2 separate regions of the Oryzias latipes genome follow, and region 1 is linked to region 2. Evidence: chromatin contacts called from public Hi-C data. All regions are on one chromosome and are shown on one strand. Each heading gives the region's core, a stretch centred on a gene start, on an enhancer-like site or on the middle of the called end of the contact. The rest is flanking DNA. Distances are from core to core; before and after follow the strand shown.

Evidence for each region. Hi-C and Micro-C count contacts between places; a contact is called where the count stands out from the background.
Region 1: a Hi-C map of fibroblasts shows a contact between it and region 2, with 3 times the contacts expected there. The contact joins the promoter of ssr3 here to the promoter of veph1 in region 2. A contact is called at or near these places in 2 of 5 Hi-C or Micro-C datasets (embryo and fibroblasts).

Annotation. Positions count from the first base shown.
Region 1 is chr13:24,638,837-24,643,250 of ASM223467v1, reverse strand. ssr3 (translocon-associated protein subunit gamma) reads right to left here and starts at 2,601. Exons shown (of 5, transcript XM_023961695.1): 1 at 2,320-2,601; 2 at 1,153-1,279; 3 at 860-958; 4 at 523-654; 5 at 1-189. The coding sequence starts at 2,452. The coding sequence ends at 123. LOC105355500 (a long non-coding RNA gene) reads left to right here and starts at 2,638. Exons shown (of 3, transcript XR_002291568.1): 1 at 2,638-2,718.
Region 2 is chr13:24,360,336-24,364,578 of ASM223467v1, reverse strand. It overlaps veph1 (ventricular zone-expressed PH domain-containing protein homolog 1), which reads right to left and starts at 2,276. Exons shown (of 15, transcript XM_023961681.1): 1 at 2,067-2,276.

The DNA of each region.
Region 1 (4,414 bases), core at 1,352-3,851, 280 kb before region 2:
TGGACCTGGAGAGGCAGCCTCCAGACATTTGATCACACATTTCAGGAAAATGAAATGTATTTTTTGAACCCCCCCCCCCCCACCCCCCAGCCAGGTCCTTCCGTCATCCACGCCTTTGTCCGTTACTTTGAGCCCGTTGAAAGCAGAGCGATGAGACCTGAGGAGGCGCTGATGGACAGAATGTAGTTGCTGGAGAAAGAAGGAGTTAAGGATAAAAGGCAAACGTTCCTAAACTAGACCGGTGCGGCCTCACAAACTGAACATCTGACCTATAAAAGTAGTGCTTTAAACTATGATGGAAGTTAAACAGGTTTTGTTCTAAAAACAGTCTTATGGTATTAAGGACATGCTTATGTCAGTCTGCAACATCTGAAAAAATAAGATAAATGTAAATTCCATTGGCCAAAATAACTAATTTTATTGACTAATGTGAAATGACCTGTAAACACTTAATAAAGCGAGCACCATCAGTGCCATAGTCTCATGAAAACTTGACATATGCAACATCTCTGAAAAGGATACACAGTGGGGTTGAAGCTCTTCAGCAAGAAGAAGGAAGCGATGATGACGAGCACCAAGAAGAGCGTGTTGTTGTAGAAGATGGAGAAGGTGGTAGCCTCGTAGTCCGCTACCTCGTTCTTCTTCCACAGAATCCTGGTCAGAAGACAGGAAAACACAACGGGAATCACTCCCATGAACACAAAACGTACAGATAGAATAAAGCTCATCCGCCATGGCTGTCCTGCATCTGTAGCAACAAAATAACAGCAAACAACTTGAATTCACTCAGAACTTGATTTCAAACAATAACTTCCAATCCAATTCCTGCGTAAAAACAGCATCACTTAGCGTGGTTCACCTTTCGTCTTTCTCTTTGCGAGACATCTTGCGGTTGTCGGCCTCAGACAACTTCCTGGTAACTTCCTTGGAAACAGCATCTTCACGTTTTTGGGCAACCCTAATAAAACAAAAACATTTACAGATGTGGGCTCAGAGGTCCTGCAGAGTACTGTGAAGCAGTCGTTCTGGTTAGAAAAACTAATAAATACATTTGGACCCTCGTTTTTTCCCAGTTTCAACTGAAATATAGCTTTTTCTCTTTACTTTAATAAATGAAGAGCTATTTCATTTCTTCTTTTTTTTAATACTTACTTGTGTTTGAGCACAAACTTGACATTTTTGTAGGCAAAAGCAACCAGGTAAGTGCTGACCAGGGTCATCACAGCGTACAAGACTGCAGACTGGACCAGGTCCATGTGCCAGATCCTCCAGAACAGCCCTGGAAGGAACCACACAACACTTACTATGGGCTTCTTCTGAGAAGATCCAGAGAGCAGATGAAGTCCAAGTGAAACAACTTTTAGTTAACATTAAACATTTTAAATGCAGAAAGAAAAACAATAATTTGTTTTGAAAACTTTTATTCAAATCCTATTTCCTCATATTATTACCACTTTTTTTAAGGTTTTAAAAACTTTCTAAAGATCCTAACATTTTTAGATCAATTCAATGTTAGAATAGAATCTTTAGAAACGCATCTCATTACTTGACGTCCAATTGTCAACATCATTAAAAAAATACAAGATATAGTGAATTAAAATACAAAGATAAAGACAAACTATAAACTTTAAAATTTTAGAGCTTAAAAAGACGTCCATGCCAGCAGCTACCTCCAAGTTTGGGACTGGTAACAGAGAGGGCTGTGCCAGATGTCGGCGAGGTTAGTTATAGGTTAATCAAATGTATATTTGTGTAACAAATAATTGAATGCATTTAAATAAACAAACAGATAGCATGTCAAAGTGCTATTTAATCCCATATTTGTGTAGCAGTTTGCAGTTTTGAATCTTAGTCATTACTTTTCCTTTCCAAAAATAGTCTAAGAGAAACTTGTTGGACGTTTTAGAAATTTTGTATAGACTAAAATAAAAATAAATTAAAAAACGAGCAAACATGCGTGCTTTTTCATAGGCATTTGTGGAGCTGAAAAAAAAGCTGCTTCCATAAATAGTATTTATTAGTTTAACTTGTATAAAAACAGAATAGTTTCTAAGTTAATTCTTGTGAGGGGTAAACTATTTCTGAACTGATCTCTGATGGAAATCTCAGTTAGCTAAAGCTAAAATATTATTAGCATAAGTACTACCACTCCCCCTTTTTAATTCAAATTAACATATATCGTGCAAAAACAAATTCACGACTACATTTCTGGCGTTTTGACGGATCTGTCGACGTTTTCATTTAAATCAAAGTCAATCTTTTCTTGTTATTCAGACCCATCTCAGCAGGCTAGCTAGCTAGCTAGCTAGTTGTACTCACAGATGGGGATGGCGGAGACGATGAGAGCGTTTCCGTAAAACAAAGCGGTGGACTTTGCCGACAGGTTCCTGCTGAAGTCCTGGAGAAGCAGGTCCTCCTCTGACTGCTGCTTGGTGCTGCCTTTCGGGGGCATATCTGCGAGATGTACGGTCTGTGAGCTCCTCGGTTTTGTCTGGACACAAGAGGACTGACACGTCGGAAGAAAGAGGAAAGAGGGACGCGTCAGCACAATCCCGGGACTTCATTCACCACTTCCTCTCAGTGTGGCCGCTGCTGCCCCCTGGAGGACGGAGGACCAAAGCGCTGCACTTCTTGCCTCGTGGCACCGTTTCAGCAAACCTCCCACCCAGACGGGGATAAAAATGCAACAAATAATCACTTGCTTCATCACTGCTTAGGGTAAGCCACACCACACAGTTAAAATTTAAATTTTACCTAAAGTATATATAGGAAAAATTCTGTTGGGTTTCACTGACCCACATTTAATCCCGTTTTGTATGTCTAATAAGAGTGTTTAGTGCTAAAATGGGAAATCTCACCCCCCTGACATTTATCTTCCAGAAAACCTCTTGAGATGTCAGGAATTTTTAGTTTCTTAGAAACCTTCCAGTGCCTCATAAACGTTCAGCAGGCCTGAGGTCAGGTGGAGGAAACAAATGACAGAAGATCATCAATCAAACTTCAAAAAGAGAGTTCAGGTTAACTAGGTGTGTTTGGCCGGGGCACAGAGACAGAATTTAAACTGTTGATCACTGTTAAATACCTGAGTGGAAGTTGCAGATTGATTCAGCAAATTTATTCTTTTCTTACTAGAATTAATAATTTAAATGCATTTAATCTGAAGTGCCTTTCTCATTGCCCAAAGTCACCACAGCAGTCCAATAAAACCACAAAAAGCAGTAAATGTTAAAAACACAATAAAATCAGATCAGCCGGCATGAAAAAAAACAAAGAATCAGTGAGAAAAGTGAGTGTTTAACCTGGATTTGAAATGGGGAGTGTCTATATTGCAGAGGCCATGGAGAGACTGGCCGGGTGGACGGAAAGCAAGGAAGAGGAGGAGCGTAGGGAGCGAGAGGGAATGTAGGTAAAATATGACCAGAGCAACAAAAACGGCGAGCAATGTTGGAGCTATCCAGCCGTACAGTTCTGAGGCATATGTCAGCTCAGACGAGGAAACCAAAGACATACATGGATCTAATCGTCTACAAGTGGATGCTTCAGAATGCAGCGGAGCAGGGAGCTTGTTGTCCGCCCAACGTATTTTCTACGTCACATTTTTTCATCTGCTCCTAATTTACAACTATTTGAATAAAGAAATTCTCAGAAATGCAATTTTAAGCTAAAAATTCTTTTTATATGTCCCCCATCATGAGAAAAATGCGACAAAAACATGTTAAAAAACACCAAAAACACAAATTTTATCAGTGTGGGTCTTCGATCTCAGGTTATAACTGATCGTTGCACTGGACAAGACATTATAAATTACCTGGTAATATCTCACTCAAATGAAATTGTTATTATGAAATATTTTTTATTCAAATCATTTTTAATTGTGAACAAAAAATTCTGATAGAACTGACTGAAACAAAAGTGCAATTAAACAAGTTCTGGCAAATAGAAATTCAGACTTTGTCCACTAGAGGTCAGTATTTGCTGTCTTGTTTGAAGAAAGTCCCCCAGCTCTGAATCACCAGAAATATTTAGTTTGTTTTTAATTAAAGTAAAAAATGTTGCAGCTACAAGAAGTTAGAATCAATTCTTCACTTTTAGTTGTTTATTTCTTTATTTTTTTTACACTATTAAAAGTTCTGGTTCCATAAGCAGCTCATGTGTTAACCCACATGAAAAGCTACATAACTTTCCGGACTGTTGACTCTGTAGGTACAATTTTTAAAAAGGATAGAAAATAAACGTATATTCTATTTTTTGCTATTCTTCCAGACTTTTTTCCTCATAAAATGTGTCACACATCAAGGTGATTAGACCCAGCAGCCACATATGCATGAACGGACAAGTACATTTAAATGTTCTTTTCCTTTCTTCACCTAATCCTTCAAGCCTGTGACACGCCTGCCAGAGGGGATCTACAATG
Region 2 (4,243 bases), core at 1,027-3,526:
GGGCCGATCAGTTATGCAACTGATGCCTTGAATTTCATGAATAAGTAAGATGAATAAGCTACCAAGCAGAGTTTCCCTGAAGATGTTTGTGGAAATAGATTCACACACTGCAGCACGAAGACCGTCAGAAGACTTGAAAGAAAGACCCCCTGAGGTTCAGCACTGGAAAACTCTGTATGACTGTTTTAATGTGTGTGTGTGTGTGTCCCATGAAGAGGAGGAAGGAGGGAAGGTTTTTCATCATTTATGCCTCGCAGTTATGCGGCAGCGGAGGAGCGACTGGGAATTTGAGCCTGACAGGAGCGGAAAAAAGTAGTGACAGTAAAACACTCAAAGCTACAAAGATAGAAAAGAGTGAGATACAGAAAAAAGAAAAAGAACGGTGTGAGGAGCAGGAAACAAAGTTACTTGTGTTCACTCTAAGCAGCAGTTCCCATAGGTCAAGATCTGATCACATTCTGAGCTATTTTCAAAGCGTTTCCCAGTGGTATTTTATGACTGTGTCGTTTTTAGCCCAAATCAAAAATTCTGTGTCGTTTTCTAGGACATAGTTTCTGCAGAGCGGCAGTAGTTCATTAAAAATTCACCTCTGGGTTGTGGGCTGAACTGTTGGGGCGCCCTCATGTCCCATCATCCATCTGTTGACACGCTCTAGCGCTACAGTCCCTCCCAACCCCCCATATAACATTACCGGTGCAACAAAGATGGCGACCAATACTGGAGCTAAACAAAGACGAACAAAGATCTAGTCGTCTACAAGTGGATCCATTGGAATGGAGCAGGGAGCTTGTGGCCCACCGATTGTAGCTTCTACGTCACTGCTACAAGCTTCTTCCAACTTTTTTATATATATATTTTTGATATATCCCCCATCATGAGAAAATTGCAATCAGAACATGTTAAAAACAAGAGAAACACCATTTTCATCTGAGTGGGTCTTCAAAGTGACCAATGATCAAGCCAAATAAAAGTGCCAACAGTTTGATTTTTCTGTCATTTTAGGGACAAATTGTTTTAAAAGAAACTGTCTTATATTAAATGAGTTATTCCACTTTTCAATTTGGGGGTGTGCCATTACTACGGGTTTCAAAAGCGCCATGTGTGGCAAATTTTCCGCAGGCTCAACTCTGTTAAATGCCAGTGATTCCAATCCACTAGTCTCAGAAGGGGGTGGTGAATACTTTCCTGCAGCAGTTGGGGCATTTTGAGAAGCCGTACTGCTCCAAAATGCCTCACTCAGCCAAAATAACATTTTCAAAAGCATTCTTTCTTTACCCAAATCCTGCTGGCCAACCGCCTAAACTCCAAACTCTAGAAACATGTTCTGATTTCAGCCTGTTCCTCTGACCTGGAAGGTTACAATGATTAAAGGGATATGTTCTGTACCTGAAGATGGTTTTGGATGCTTCCTGTTCTCTTTTAAGTTCTCCCAATGCGCAGGAGGAGCACAAAATAAACACACACAAAATAGCAGGAGGTATCTGAGCTTTGTCCTAAAATGACCCTGGAAAAAAGACCTCCAGCTCTGTGAACTTCATGTCAGATCAAAGTAAAGTCATCAGAAATCCAGTGAGCCGTGAACTACACAACAGGACAACCTGACAGATGAAAAGGTTACCTGGATCATGGGGGATTTGGCAGGAACAAATTCTAACATTCAGTCAGACATGTTTGGAAACTATATTTACAAAAAAAAAAAAAACTATTCCACGGACACACTGTGGAAGTCTGTGACCTTGAAGGCATCCCACTCCATCCGCGCGTATGAGCGCATGCTGCGTGTGGAGCAACAGTGGATCTGGACTTAAACAGAAGCCGGGGGGAAACGTGAGCGCGTGTTTGTGGGACACGCACAGGTAGACGACAAGAAAACAACAGGGACTCCCAGAAAAACGTCTGGCCGTCGGCTCTGCGCCTGAGAGGCGCGGCTCCTGTCGATGTTCTCTCTGAACTTTCCCAGCATGAGTGTCAGGCTGGACGCATTCCTGCTGCCTGGCCGCCGTCCCTCGCGCGCGCTGACATGCTTTCTGTGGAGCAGCTGAAGCTGCAGCCTCCATCATGCTTACCTTCTGGACGTCGAGCGGGCAGGGAACGTCACGCCGCCTCCAAACTGCTCTCCGCAGCGGCTCATAGTCACACAGAGCATCCGAGCACCGCAGCAGATGCCCCGAAACAGCGGGTCTTATTATAGCCGTCCTTTCCTGTCTGACATTGGAAGCGCGCCACCCTGCGGTGGACTAAAGTACAGGGCAACAGGTGGAAACGGACACCCAGCATGCAGGCACGCCCCCACGTGGTGGCCAGAGGTGGCACCCTTTAAAAAAAAAAAAAAAGGGTCTGCACCCCTGAATTTTTTTTACAATTTTATGTTTTTTATCAACATTTGTGTACGGAGAAAGAAAAAATAAGGGCATTGAAAATTCTGACTTTTTTCTCAGAATATTCTATGCCCTTTTTTTTCGTCACGCTAAACTGAAACTTATGTGAGCAAAATTAAAGATTGGAAAAAAGCGAGATGAGGCAACCCATGCAAAAACATTTGTTTTGCAAGTGCAAAATATACAAATAAAATCATTTTTCATCTTCTTAACCGTTTTATTCCCTTTCGGGGTCACGGGGTTGCCGGAGCCTATCCCGGGCACTTGGGCGTAGGCAAAGGATGCCCTGGACTGGTCGCCAGTCTGTCACAGGGTGGAATATCCTCAATCACACATCCATTCACTCTCACACTCACACCTATGGACAATTTATAGTTGCCAATCAACCTATGAAGCATGTTTTTGGACAGTGGGAGGAAGCTGGAGATCCCGGAGAAAACCCACGCATGCACGGGGAGAACATGCAAACTCCACACAGAAAGGCCCCCCATTGATGTTGTGTTTTTTACATGTCCCCCAGCCGGGACTGGAACCGGGGGCAAGAGCTGTGAGGCAAGAGCGCTAACCACTGCGCCACCGTGCAGCCGTACAAATAAAATCTGAAAATGTTAATTCAGCATTAACAGTTTTTTCATCACATGTGACGATCAAATTGATCTCAATGTTTTGGTCAATGGTCATATTTAAAGTCATCCAGAAAACCTTAAGTAAAATGCCCCCCCAGGGCCATTAACCGCAGACAGCTTAGGATCAGTTGAGCACAAAAACCCCTTCACCACATTAAGGTGGTGGAGGGGTGGTGGAGCGGATTTTCTTTTCTCTCGTTCTTTTATGTTTATTTATTTTTTTGTGTTTTTTTATTTTGTTGTCTTTTTAGTTTTTTATTTTGTTGGGTTTTGTTTTGTTTTTATGATTTTGGTTTTTTAAGTTTGTTGTTTTTGTTTGTTTTGCTCGACTGAACCTTTGGTATTTCTCCAGTTTCTCATGTTCCTTCTTCCTGATGTTCCCATCGCTTGGCACTGCCACATCCACCACAACGGCTTTCCTCTGTTCTTTATCCACCACTACAATGTCTGGTTGGTTTGCCATTACCATCCTATCAGTCTGAATCTGGAAGTCCCACAGGATCTTTGCCCTCTCATTCTCTACCACTTTTTTACTTTAAGGTTTCCCGTCCATATTCTGCACACATGTTTCTGTATATTATTCCAACCACTTGATTGTGGCGCTCCATGTATGCTTTACCTGCCAGCATCTTATACCCTGCAGTTATGTGCTGGATTGTTTCAGGGGCCTCTTTGCACAGCCTACACCTTGGGTCTTGTCTGGTGTGGTAGATCTGAGCCTCTATTGCTCTGGTGCTCAGGGTTTGTTCCTGAGCTGCCAGGATGAATGCTTCAGTCATGGAGAAGGAATCGATGTATAACTCAATCAATACGTTTTAAACACATAATTGTATTGAATTGTACTTTACTTTACACCTGATTGATATTTAATACAGTTACTATTTTATTAATTCTATAATAATAGGCCCAATAATGGATGTCAATCTCAATATCAATGTCGCGTTAATAAAACCAACATTTTTGTGGTCAACAGGTGGCGGTATTTTACCTTTTATGGCAAAATACAAGCTGGGGAATGAACAATACAAAATAAATTCCCTTTAAATTTTTGTCTCTGTCTGTCTGTCTGTCTGTCTGTCTGTCTGTCTGTCTGTCTGTCTGTCTGTCTGTCTGTCTAGAGCAGGGGTCTGAAACCTTTAACACTAAAAGAGCCCTTTGGTCAGGTTTCTTAGAGACCATAACCCAGCGAGTGACGCAAAGTCCCACTTCACCTTTCGCAAAACCACAATAAATGTTCAT